3 separate regions of the Mus musculus genome follow, and regions 1 and 3 are each linked to region 2. The links are chromatin contacts, called in public Micro-C and promoter capture Hi-C maps. All regions are on one chromosome and are shown on one strand. Each heading gives the region's core, a stretch centred on a gene start, on an enhancer-like site or on the middle of the called end of the contact. The rest is flanking DNA. Distances are from core to core; before and after follow the strand shown.

Region 1 (4,379 bases), core at 368-2,867, 110 kb before region 2:
AAGCTAACCGTGGTACGTCAATAATATAAAATACTACTCAGCAATAAAAAAGGAGCAAATTGTTCTCTATAACAACCTGGATGAACCTCCAGGTAGCTGGGTTGATTGACACTAACTAGAGGGTTATTAGTCATGGTTCCATTTATAGAGTTTTCTTGAAGTGACAGAAGTACAGAGATGGGAACAGACCAGTCGGGGACCATGAACACTTAGATTCCAGGCGGCTGGGGCAGCGGGGCAAGCAATAAAGCTTTGAAGAGATGGCCCTCAGGGCTTAAAGACCATTGCTTAGTCTGTGTAATTGTGAGCCTGAGCCTTTCATGGCTGGGCCATTTCTCCAGCTCCATTTATTCTTTCTGTGTGACTGCATGGAGGAGGCATTGTTGTTTAAGTTGTACACCACACATGCACACACACATACACACAATGCACACATACATACATATGCACTCACACATATGCACACATAAACACATAGACAAACACACACACACCTACAAACCTCTGCAAGAATGGCTTCATGGTGAAAGTGCAGTGGATGTGAAGGTTCTGGGTGGGCTGAGGAACTGCCAGGCCATAGAGCAGTCGTTCTCAACCTTGGCATCACGACCCCTTTGGGGTCAAATGACCCTTTCACAAGAATCGCATATCAGATATCCTGCATATCAGATATTTACATTACGAACCATAACAATAGCAAAATTACAGTCGTGAAGTAGCAACGAAAATAATTTTATGTTCAGGGATCACCACAGCATGAGGAACTGTATTGAAGGGTTGCAACATTATGTCGGTTAAGACCCGCTGCTGTAGCCCGGTGGGAACCAGTGGGGTTCCGGGGGGCACTGAGACTGAAGGCCAGTGCTTGGCCTGGAAGGGTGCAGAAGTGATAGATGCCAGAGTGAGGGAGCGAGGAAGAGTTGAGCCTGGAAGAGTTAGAGACCCAGGAAGCAAGAAAGGAAACAAACCGGAAGCACGGGGCAGGAGGTGGGAAGGAGAAAAGGAAGGGGGAGGGGGGAAAGAGACTGGAGGGATGGACACACACACTCCCAGAGAGCAACAGGCCCCTCTGGGTACCTCTGTGGCTCCCTTCACTGCATCGATAACCGTGACTTGGGCTACTTTTCTGGTAACTGAACCACAGGCACTGTTTGCAGGTTATGTATGCGATTCACTCCATGGTCTCCACTAAGGGCCTTCCTACAGCTCATCCTGTGGAGACATAATCCCTAGGTTCCGTTACTCCCATTCTACAAACGAGGATACTCAGATTCAAACGAGCACTAATTCACCCAAACCGCACAATACAAAAATGCTAGACTTTCCGCTTTGTTCTGCTCAGTTCAAGAGCCAAGCCTTCAGAAGTGTAGGAGCAGGGTTGCCACCGAAAGCCAGACACATCTACTCAAACAACTCCCGGAAAGCACTTTTGGGGCTGGAGTCAAGTGCCCTGGGAAGGGCACCCATCGCCCCAGCTGGCTCGCCTCAGACCTCACTTTCCCCATTTGGCCAGGGTAGAGAGAGGACTGCTAGAAATCAAGGGTCTGGCTTGGCCCGCCCTCGGGGGTGTGGTTGGGAGTGGTCACGTGGAGGGGCGCCGCGCCCGGGGTCTCCCGCCCACTTGGAGGCGTCTGGAGCCGAAGCCTGGAGCCAGCCAGGGCGCTGAGAGGGCTGGAGACTCGCCACCACGCCAGGGCTGCTGAGGTCACGGTCGCCGGGGCCCGAGGGCACCTGCTCGCGGTTCCGCCCGCTCTCTGATAATTGTGCGGGAGGCTGGACTCGCAGCGGCGACGGCGACGACAGCAGCAGCAACAGCGAGGACTGGAGCAGGGGCAGCAGCAGCAGCAGCAGCAGCAGCAGCAGCAGCCACACCAGCCGTGACACCATGGATCTGTCTTTTATGGCCGCTCAGGTAACCTGGAATCTTCCCCCCACGCGTCCTAGGGTCTCCAAGTTTGCAGGACCCCAGCCTCGCTGTCCTCCCGGGTGCATCTCTTGCATCCGTGGCCAGGTCCTTTGTCCCGAGCCGGGGAGCCCCACCTGGTGTACGTACTCGGGAGCTTGACTGTCCTGGATGGAGTGGCCCATACCCCTTGCACATCGAGGGGTGCAGTAGGGCTGTCTCCACTGAGCACCCCTACTTCTGAGAAAGACAGTTCCGAGGAGCCTGGGCAGTTGAAGTGGCCCCTCCCTGCCCAACCCCCACCCGCTGTTTGCTCTGGAGCCCCTGGACTGGCAGAGGGGAAGCTGCTCTCCCCATTCTGGTTTTGCTCGGCGCTGGTACTTGTTGGTGTCCTCTGGGAACCCCCCACCCCCTTTCTTCTCCACTGTGGGTGGGACTTTAGTCTCTAGCGCTCAGGAAGGCAGTGTGACAGGGCTTTGTGATAGAGATGCATGGTTTAAAAGCATTTTTGCTTTGTGCTGGGTTTGAGCAGGGAACCACCATCCGTCCCCACACAAAACAGGTTCCTCGTGGCAGGCGGACAAATGACCTCTTGGCGCTCTGCCTGGTCTCCGCTGCAGGAGAATCCCCTGAGTTGTGATCCTTGGTGTTCTCTTGAGCCAGAACAAAGACACACACCCTTTTCTGGGATTGTGTGTGGCCCCTGGGAAGACCCAGAGTCGACCATGGGTAAAGGCTACATTTGGCCGGACACAAGTCCCAAACCATGATATTTCACCTTCTGAGGTTGTGCTGGGAGCAGAGTGATAGGGGCGACATCCTGTCTCCTGGGTGCTTGTCAAGGACCTGCCCCCCCCCCCCCAACACTGCTGCTTGTTTTCCGGAGTGATGTTCGAAGGCACACTTTCGCCAGACTTTTGCCGGTGTGTTGGAAGTCTGTTTAAGATGTAACTTCAAAAGCCAGACTGGATATGGAGGGTTGTTCCCAAACGGGAACATCAAAGGAGCCAAAGTCCCCAAGTTGGCTCTGGGGAGTCAGGACCCCAGGCTTTGGGCTAGCTCTGAAGCAAGCAAGCTGTGAGCTCTAACAGCTCCTGTAACATGACCCAGCTAATCATATTCAACCCGTGTGTAAATACCATCATGTGCAAAACAGTCACTACCACTCTCGATGTAGGTGGGCTTAGCTGAGTGCTAACTGAAGAAAGAGAAAGCTCACAGGATGTCTGAGGCTGCCTCCCTCTCTGCATCCCACAGAAGCTGCTGTTCCCATGGTTACAGGATAAATTGATCATTACTAACTAACCTTGGGGCTGGCTAGAGCATCCACAGTTGCTATGGCAACCTGACAAAATAAACAGGGCTTTTCAGCACCTGTGGGCAGAGCTTGCTGGAGTCTGGATTGTGTGGTGGTGGCTGTGTTTGTTTTTGTTTTTGTTTTTTATAATTCACATTTCAATTGGTCAGTTTGTTCCTGCCAACAGATGGCATTGATTACGCACTCAGCACCATGCTAGCTGAAAAGAAGGAACATGTGAATGGGTGCACCAGCAGAAGACACACTAAGGTTTGTTGAGGACCTACTGTGTGTGAGCTCTTGCAAGTTCTATTAGCCTGGAGTTGTACAGATTGGGTGCCCGGTGTTAGGGAGAACAGTTGGTAAGGAAGGAAGCCGGCTGTGAGTCTAGACCCTAGGATCTGCATAGATTGGGCATTTCCCCCTTCTGGCTTCACCCTAGGGACACATTCCAAGATGGCTCATCATCTCCCTTCTTCTGGAGGAGCTGGCATCTTGGTGCCTCCTGTACAAAACAGGCCCAGTTGTGCTCAGCATTGCTTCTTGCTGTAGACCTGTCTCACTATTCCCATCAGAAGAGAATCTCTGTGTTTTTGTAATATGAAGGACCTAGCAGTGGGTGAGAGTGAGCACTCACATCTGGTGTGTGTGTGTGTATGTGAGAGAGAGAAAGAGAGAGAGAGAGAGAGAGAGAGAGAGAGAGAGAGAGAGAGAGAGAGAGAGAGCTTCTTTCCTCTTCCCAGTCTTATCTGGCAGTGAGCACCTGCAGAGAAATATTGGCACACAATTCACTTCTTTAGCCCCTTGTGTCACATACCCTGCCAAGCACTAGGATAGGGTGCTGAGGAACAGAGTTGGATGCGATCTAGGTCATCTTTCTGGGTAGTTATAAGGCATTGGTGAGACCAGGACCCAGCAAAAGAAATAGACCAAGTGTTGGGCTCAGCACTGAGCCGGTACATAGTAGGTCTTCAAAACGTCGCTCTTGGATGTTTGGATGAGAGCAAGATGAGGTGTGTGCTCACTAAAAGACACTCATGTCGACAGAGTCAGTGCAAGATGTCAGGTGTGAATACCATCAGTGGGACTCTGAGGAGGCAGTGGACATAGTAGGATGACAGGCCCCGAGTAAGCTTGAGAACGAGCCTCCTCAAGAAGGTGCATGGAGGTAGAGGGGCT
Region 2 (4,378 bases), core at 924-3,423:
GAGTGGGGCACAGGGGAACCTTTGTATGTTGTGTGAAGGACCCCAGCTAGGTGAGGAGGCTACAGGAGTGTCACAGGAACACCTGGCCCCCTCCATTGCCCTCTCTGAATATAGTGGAGGGCTGAAGGCTGGAGCCCTGCCCAGACTGAGCTTCCCTCTGCAGCCCCCGCACAAGCACACACAGTGCAGAGGACGTCAGAGGCAGCCACCTCAGAGAGCTTTCAGAAAGAGCTGAGCCAGATTTGCTCAGAGCAAAAGCAAGGCGAGAAAAGCAGACAAAGCCAGAGAGGACCAGTTACCAGCTCGTAAGGAGGAGCGCTTTGAAATGACTGCACAGCCTGCTCTGCCCTCAGGGACTGGCCGGACGTACGCCCATCCCTCCTTTTCTGCTGCCTATGAATGCCTGAGATGAACAGGTGGCTAGATGAACCAGTGGGTGTAAGAGAGAAAGGAGAGGGTGACAGTGGAGAAAGGAGAGAGGAGAGAGAAGTGGGGAGGAAGGAGGGAGAGGAGGAGGAAGAGAGGAAGGAGGCAGGGAGTGGCATAAAGACATAGGTGGCTAGCTGGAGGAACAGTTCATTATTAGTGTCAATAAACAGGGGTGTGGGTGTCTATAAGTTTTCTAGATTCGTCTGACAGCTGGACACAACAACATAACTCCAGGTGACTTACAAGAGAAGACTTCTTCCAGTGCCACACTAGCGTTCACGACAGCAAGTCAGACCAGTAGGGGCAGCTTCTGTCGGGGTGACAGATGGGGCTAGCTAACCTGGGAATTATCAACTCTGATGTTCTCGTGGTATAGGACTCTTCCGAGCTGCTGAGGATCTGGCTTCGAGGTGAAAAGGTCAAGTGCTTCCCATCAGAAAACCCAGCAAGAAAAGAGTTTGGAACGTGAACGGAGTCTGTCACTCCAGACCAACCAGCACTCTACAGAATGAGGGCAAGATAGTGGGGCTTTGGGGGAGGGGGGGCATTGTTCTTGGTTTTGAGTCTGCTTCCCAATATGGAGAGCTAAGCAGACCTCTGACTCTAGACCCTGCAGCCTTGGTTTCTGTGAATCACCACTCAGCTTCTGTCTGCTCTGCAAAGCTCATGAAGGACCCTTCCCTTGTGACCCTTCAGGGCTGTGGTGGTTTCCCCTGCACGAGTGGGTAGGCACACAGCATCATCTTAGCCAGATCACAGGCTCACTCACCCAAGTGGACCAGAGGTCCCATGCCTCGGAAGCTCCCTGTGGTCAGACAGGCCAGAGGTGCAGATGGGGCAATGGGACACTCAGGTCACAAGAGCTTTGACTCATTTCAGTCAGTCTGAAGCCAAGACAGGGTTGGATTCACGACCTCTGCCGCTGCCCCATCCCTATTTGGTCAGGGACAGGGGGACAGCTGCTGGAGCTCTGTCTGTGTGCATTCCTGGAACCCTAGGCTCTCTCTGGACTGGTCTCTGATCTTCCCTGCATCCTCCTCTCATCTGGAGAGGAAAGCGCAATGGGTCTTTAGCAGATCTTCAAAGAAAATGAAAAAAGACAGAGCTTAGAAGGAGAGGAAGAAACTGCTTCTAAATTCCCCAGAGGAAGTCCCGTATCTGGCAGGGGCCAGCACACAGCTCACTCAAGGACTTGGCCAGCAGTGTGTCCCTTGTCTGAGTTGTATCCTAGTTTCTGCCTCAGCACCCCTGGGAGTTGTGCACGGCCAAAGCAAAATAAAAAACACGTTCAGAAACCCTCCATCCCAACTGGCTGCCTTCTATTTACATCCTCTGTAAATGCCCACTGTTTGCACCTAAAACTCAGGAGCAAAACAATCACTTCAGGAGACCCTGTCACGGTAAACAGTGTTGTGTTAAACACAGGCATTCACGTGGTCTCCGTGGCTGTTCGAGCTGCAGGGGAAACATTTACCAGCCTAGGCTCCGGGACCCGACCATGGTCTGCACCCACGGGGGACAACCTGTGGCCATCCTGATTTGGCCTCCGCAGCTAGGAGGTCCAAAAGCACCACCGCTAAGAACTGCTGCTGATCCCGGAGGGAGCCTGGAGCTGATCTGGACTAGAGGTGGAGGGGGGAGGTGCCCAGGAGAGTGATGACATCACCGGCCAGCCCTTGAAAGATGAGCTGTTCCCCGTGCCACTCCAGCTTCGCTCCTCAGGGGAGTGGATAGTAGGGCTGTTGGGAAGGCGTGTCAGGCAGCCGCTGAACCTGGACCGAGGGACTCCCTACAACACAGAACCGGCTCGCTTGAGAAAAGGTGAGTTTCCGGCATGGGCTCGTTAATGGAGAGCGCAACTATCCCAGCTGAAATTGAGTCTCGGGGAACTGGAGGAAGATTCCTTCCTCCCCTAGGTCTGAGAAATGAAGCGAGGAAGGATTACAGATGCTTACAGGCAGGGGGTTTGCCTTGCCTGTTCCAGCTCATCTTTTCCCTGTGAGCGACCAGTGGTTTGAGTTTTATAGGTTTCATGTAGACACCATGGGCTAAAGGAGTGAGCGCCAGGCAGCAGGACAGGTGTCCAGAGTCCGGCTTTTTATTCACTGAGCCACTGATGGTATTTTGTGACCCCCGGAGAGTCGCTGTCACGTCTCTAGGCCTTGTTTTCTCTGTCTGCAAAGTGTTTGGCGGAGATTAATACAGAAAGGAGACTTTGTCTGTTGCGCCTCATCTGGGCCAGTGGTGGCAGCTTTAATCCACAAATACTTAGTGTCCCCTGCCCTGTTCTTCCATCAAGGTAGTGCTTATGGGTGAGCTTGGTGTGTTGTCTTGGGTTCAAATCGCAGCTCCGCTTTTACCCCATGGGTAACATAGTTGGCGAAGATTTTATATCTCGGGACCAGGGCCACAAAGAAGACTCGGCGGCTCCTTTTAATGCAGACAGAAATGCGATCTCCCCACGGCGGCGCGGCGCGCCACGTGTGCAATTTGCGTTACCCAGGTTGCTGGTTGGTAGCTCCGTGGCCTCTGTGTTGGGTGCAGCAGTGATGCTCGCGGGTTAGGCAGGTTAGAATGCGCCTTCCTGAGTCACAGGCTGCCTGTGGCTCTCTCCAGCCCTCCACAGGAAGCAGGAGCTCTGCCGAGTGTGGGTGTGGTGCCATGCCAGACACAACTCCTGGCCCTTCTGTGTCAGAGAAGGGCTTGTAGAGAATCTGGTCCCCCGCTGTGCCCTAACAGCAGTGTGGGTGTTGGGAACACCCCCACAGTTGTGAGACTCGGGAGCGGAGTTTGCTGTTTTCCTCCGCTTGGATCGGGGCAGGGGCAGGCAGGAAAGGGGGGCTGGAGAAAATATTAAAAGTGGAAAAACTCCTGTGCTTGCCTGGCAGTGGACCCTAGGAGTCCATGACAGCTCTATCCTGAACTTGCGCACTGCCGCTTGATGTGTTAGGGGGGAAAGAAAAATCCCCTGTAATCACACCCTGCAAGGCCCCCAGCACAGATGGGGAAACTGAGTCTGGAGAAGGTCACAACTTCACCAAGTCCTTCTTACATTGCCAAGGGACTCCCATAACTTCATGGGAGGCGGGCTGTGTCACCTTTAAAAAAATGAAAAGATGGATTGACTGAGCCTGTGTAAGGATGCTGCTCCAAGCAAACGGGATCAAACCCAGAATAACTGGACCGTCTGACTTCTGCTAACACAGTGACTGGCTGGACAAGAATTTCAGGGTGTCTTAGAGTGACATTAGGGCTACCCTTCTCTGCTGCTCAGGTGTGGCCTGTAAGGGACCACATGGGTCGAGGGAGAGTCATATAGATTGCCAAGGGGGCTCGGCTTCCAGAATGAAGGTGGGACCCGCACCTCTATATCTCAATCATGGGATGGACAGTTGACTGCTTTAGAACTGGGCCCCATAGCCGCTATTTGCTGAATACATGAATAAAGGTTTGCTGAATGGACAGCTGCAGTGCTCACACTGAGAGCACTGAGAACACACGGCCTGATGTCAAGTTAAAGCAGCTGGTTTGGGAAGCTGACATTGTGAGCACCCCGTGACATGCTGGAGAAAGCGCATAAAGTCTATGATGATACACATAGGGTCAGGAGGGATGGGGTGGGTTAGATGAGAACCCTTTGAACTTTCCCCTTTCGTTTTCTGTGAACCTAGAGCTGTTCTCAGGGAAAGCTCGTGGATCAGGTGGGTCTGTGTTTTGCTTTAAGAAGTCAAAGGCCGTGGGTCAAGGCATAAGAACCCACTGACACCAGAGACTCTAGTGATCACTTGCAGCACGTGGTCCTTGGCCCAGGAATCCCCAACCATAAACAATTGCCTTGGTGTGCATGCTGGGGCCAGTGTGCATCTCAGGATCAGGAAGATGGTTGTTGCCCATGGTCTGGTCCATCACAGGAGGGCTCTAAGCCAGCGATCCTCTCCTCATGTGGTGG
Region 3 (4,352 bases), core at 1,561-4,060, 65 kb before region 2:
GAGGAGAGGAGAGGAGAGGAGAGGAGAGGAGAGGAGAGGAGAGGAGAGGAGACCAGTGGAGAATCATGGAGTGAAGGGTGAACCATTGAGAAGCCAGGGGTTGGGTGTCCAGTTAACATAAAACTATCTAGCACAATACTTTAGAAACAAAACCCAAAGTTATCATCCAAATTTCACATGCATGCACACATACGCACATGCACTTGCACACACATATGTACACAAAGAATGGAGCAGCACGTAGGAGCTGAGTTATGGGGAATTAAAGCAAGCACGGGGTTTGAGGGCAAGCACCCGTGGCTTTGAGGATCTCTGGTCAGGGTGTTTGTAGTCAGGGTCAAGGTGTAGCAGTAGCTTGGGCTAAAGGCAGTTTTAAAAGGGGACCTGAGGTGCTTCCATGTGCAGACATCCTGGTCTGAGTCTCCCAGTCTCCAGAGCTGCAAGAAATAAAATTTTGTTTATAAACCATCCATCGCCTAGGGCTGTTACAGGAGCTAGAATTAGCATTGCTAAAACACACAAACACATCGCGGTCTGCGCAGTGCTCTGGCCAAGACTAGGGAGGATAGACACACTGGTCAGGTCCCATTAGTTCCGTGAAATACCTGATGCAGTTAACTTATAAAGAAAATGCATAGGGTTGGGTTGGTGAGATGGTCAGAGGGTAAAGTCACTCAGTGCAAAACCTCGATGCTGAATTCAATCCCTCGCAAGCCACATGAGTGGAAGAAGAGAACCGGTTCCAAAGAGCTGTCCTCTGACCTCCCTATGTGTGCTTTGGCATGCACTCTTCACACGCATATATTATGCGTTTATGTAAAATAAACATAGAGGACAAGGTCGCCTCCTTATGGCTCTGGAGGTCCCCGGTCACTCTTGCTTTAGTTTTTGGGAGACGTGACACCTCAAGGCAGGAACACATGCTTAGAAGGCAGAGGCTTGAGCAGTCGACCCCCTTAGCTTGTGATCAGCCCCTGGGGGAGCAGTCTGTGGCTGGACTAACCAGCTTCTCTAACGGAGCAAACGGAACGGATTAGTAGATTGGCACACAGGCTGTGGTCCCTGTCATCCAACAGTGGCTGTGTCTCCTGTTAGAGAGACAAAGAAGCCAGTAGTTATCCAGTCTGTGAGGCTGGATGTCCCAGCTGGTCCCAACTGGTGCCAAAGGCACAGAGCAACAGTCTCAACTTGTAGGTCTCAATCCTCCAAAGGACACAAAATACAGAATACAGATACTTACATTGCAAATCATAGCAGCAGCAAAGTTACAGTTACGAAGTAGCAGCGGAAATCATTTTATGGTTGGGGGCCACCACAACACGAGGAACGGTATGAAAGGGACACAGTGTTAGGAAGGTTGAGAGACACTGATTTAGAGGACTCCTAGAGAGCTACTGGTCTTCAGTGTAAACTGGAATCCTGAAGAAGCTGGTTCTGATATGGGCAAAGGAATGCCCCAGCTGCAGAGTAGAGGAACATGCCAGGGAGAGTGGAAGCAAGTAGGCAAAATGCATCCGACAGCAGTCTCGGCCTGCTTCTCATCTGTTTCACCTGGATCTTGCTAATCCTGTTTCTTGCTTTGCAAACCAACTGTGTGGAGCTTGGAATGGAGGTGGCCCTCCCTATCCAGAAAAGCGGAAGAATCAGGCAATGCTAGCCCCAGGTGCTTGGGTTCTGGCACGGTAGGAACTGCTTCCAGCAAAACCGCTCTTTACAAAGCCCCTCAACAAGGTCCCCACACATCTGCTCCTCCCCACATCCCATGTGCTTAGAGTGAGCTACAGTTTGACAAGGCGGGTCAGCACATCAGCAGATGACCAGGACAATGTCAATACAATATGACTGATGACAGATCTGTCATGATCCATCCCACTGGTGGATATCAGGTGCTTCTGGGAGCCACGCTGGAGAAGGGAACTCGGAGGGGTTGCCTGGAGCCATGAAATCCTGTCCCCTACCACCTGTATCCATGCCCGGAGGACCCAAGTGTGCTGTGGAGGTGGGCAGCTGTCAGGGGCCATGTGTGATGCCTCCCCTTCCATCTCTTATTCCTGCCACTAGGAGGGAGTGTATGTGTTAAACTTATGTTCCTGATCTACCTTCCCCTCTTAGGGAGTCCTTTAGAGACCTTGGCAGGGCAGGAAAATCCAGAAAGCTAATTAATTCCCCCTGTGTGCCCCCCCCCCAACAAGGTTAAGGAGAACACCCCTTACTTCCGCAGTGAGAGAACGCGCTCTGTGGAAAGTCAGAGTGCAAGCCATCCCTGCAGGGGGCAGTGTGGTGCTAGAAACAGTGGAAAGAGCTGGAAACCTCACCCCACCGACACCACCACACCATGCGATCTCAGCACAGGGTCTTTGTGAGGCCAGGGCCCTCACCCAGCCTGTTTCAATGCAGACAGCAGAAGCCATGGGGTGACTTTTATACCTTACTGTGGTTCGCATGGCCTCACAAGGAGAAGTTGCTAAACTTTACAGTGGGTCCCCACAGAGCAATCGAATGGATGGCTCATGAGAAGACCATCCAGACAGAGCTGGAGTCCTAACTGCAGATCAGGGAGTGAACCCAGTCCCGAGGCACTTTCCCAATATGACCAGAGAAGAAGGCCCAAGTCCCTGTGCAGTTCAATGATTCCGTAAAGTTGTTACGGGACGAGAAGCCAAATTCTCTCAGGATACCCCAGAGCCCCTCAGCTTCCACTGTCTCGAAATCCATTCTGCCCAGCTGCTCACAAGGAGGGTGATGGGCAATTCTGGTTCTGTCTTGGCTTTGACTGAATGGAACAGTCTGCTCAGAGGCTGCTGACCACAGGGGTGGGAGGAAAGGAGTCTGTGTCAGACACAGCTGTTAGTCTGCTCTGAAGGGCACCCACACTCAGCAGATCACACCCGACCCCTGGCCCAGTCAAAGGGCTCTGCCAAGACCCCCTTCCCTGTCCTCTTGCCTACCTTGTGTGATTTTTTTTCCCCTATAAGGCAAGGGCCTCTCCGGGCCAAGACAATATGACCACCCTCCGTTTACGTTTAGGGTAGGGGCTAAACCTGGCTATGCCCATCTGCAACAGCCTCTTTCTCTCAGCTGCTGGAGCACAGAGCTCTCAGCCTTCTTTATGCTGCGTGTGACCCTTCAGTACAGTTCCTCGTGCTGTGGTGACCCCCAGCCACAAAATTACCCTCATTGCTATTTCACAACTGTAATTTTACCAGTGCTATGAATCATACTGTAAACATCTGATATGCAGGATATCTGATATGTGACAGCTGTGAAAGGATCCTTTGACGCCCCCCAGGGGTCGTGACCCACAGGCTAAGAACTGTTGCTGTAAAGGGACCAGCAAGTCCCTCCCAGAAGCCTGTCTATACACTGCAAACCCTGCTCCCAGGTGGTGGGATTAGACAGCAGGTGCCACAGTCCTCATTCCTCCAGGAAAGTCTATAGGTAGGCCCAGGCTACCAGGCACCAGAAGTCATTAGGCGGCTATAGCAACATATTGCCTACCTGTATAAAGGTATGCCTTAGCTAGGAGTGCTCTTCCTCCATGACACCTAGTCCACCCCCACCTCCACTCAATGCAGGATTGCCTCTCCTCCCCCTGATCCCTGGGAACCCAGAAAAGCATGTCTGCAGGCCTGCAAGGTGAGCTGTGTGTCAGTTACATGGTATGAAACCTCCCCTTTCCTCTGAAACCTGTGAGAAGGCAACTCCCTACACACTCTCCTATGTGGGTGTGAACCCTCCTCACATGGGTGTGAACCCTCCTCAAATGGATGTGAACACATATCATATGAGTGTGAACCCATCTCACATGGGTGTGAACTGTCCTCACATGGGTGTGAACCCTCCTCAAATGGATGTGAACACATCTCACATGAGTGTGAACCCATCTCACATGGGTGTGAACTGTCCTCACATGGGTGTGAACACATATCACATGAGTGTGAACCCATCTCACATGGGTGTGAACTGTCCTCACATGGGTGTGAACCCTCCTCACATGGATATAAACCCATCTCACATGGGTGTGAACCCTCCTCACAGTTCCTGCCATAACTGTTACCCCCACATTAATGAATCCCTTACCCAAGGATGATCTCAGGGTCTCCCTTCATCCCCAAACTCAAAATCTTTGCTTGCTCTACCATCACCTGTCTGGACCACCCTGTGGTATTTGGGACCCCAAACTTCTGTGAGTCCCCTCTGTGCATTTAATCAGGTGCTGCCACAAGGGTCTACACCCTTAGGCCTCAGAGCAGTACCAATGGACAGCTAACTGTCACAAGAAAAAGGAGATACTTGGTGAAGCTCAGAGGTACATTGTGAGTGGCTGTCCTGGGGGACTTAGGGGAAGGCAT

What was found. A called contact is a pair of places that touch in the nucleus more often than the background predicts. Capture Hi-C pulls out chosen DNA fragments and counts their contacts.
Region 1: a contact with region 2 is called in a promoter capture Hi-C map of adipose tissue. The contact joins the promoter of D430019H16Rik here to the promoter of Bdkrb2 in region 2. A contact is called at or near these places in 12 of 39 promoter capture datasets (the 3T3-L1 cell line, 3T3-L1-derived adipocytes, the HPC-7 cell line and 8 more), 1 of 484 Hi-C or Micro-C datasets (embryonic stem cells), 3 of 115 datasets of contacts at active chromatin or transcription factors (embryonic forebrain and embryonic stem cells) and 2 of 9 other capture datasets (adipose tissue and pancreatic islet).
Region 3: a contact with region 2 is called in a Micro-C map of muscle stem cells, with 4 times the contacts expected there. The contact joins the enhancer-like site here to the promoter of Bdkrb2 in region 2. A contact is called at or near these places in 1 of 39 promoter capture datasets (the C10 cell line), 16 of 484 Hi-C or Micro-C datasets (the Ba/F3 cell line, the C2C12 cell line, the N1E-115 cell line and 11 more), 7 of 115 datasets of contacts at active chromatin or transcription factors (acute myeloid leukemia, bone marrow-derived dendritic cells, embryonic limb bud and 3 more) and 3 of 9 other capture datasets (adipose tissue, liver and pancreatic islet).

What each region holds. Positions count from the first base shown.
Region 1 is chr12:105,452,239-105,456,617 of GRCm38.p6, forward strand. D430019H16Rik (RIKEN cDNA D430019H16 gene) reads left to right here and starts at 1,618. Exons shown (of 2, transcript NM_001252508.1): 1 at 1,618-1,912. The coding sequence starts at 1,886.
Region 2 is chr12:105,560,999-105,565,376 of GRCm38.p6, forward strand. Bdkrb2 (bradykinin receptor, beta 2) reads left to right here and starts at 2,174. Exons shown (of 3, transcript NM_009747.2): 1 at 2,174-2,250.
Region 3 is chr12:105,495,806-105,500,157 of GRCm38.p6, forward strand. No RefSeq gene overlaps it. Among named protein-coding and RNA genes, the nearest start is that of AU015791, 15 kb to the right of the region's middle. Within about 2 kb of position 2,811, at least 29 of the 459 cell types and tissues checked have an H3K27ac peak or open chromatin away from gene starts, as enhancers often do. A contact at or near this core is called in the Ba/F3 cell line, the C2C12 cell line, the N1E-115 cell line and 3 more, where this site is marked.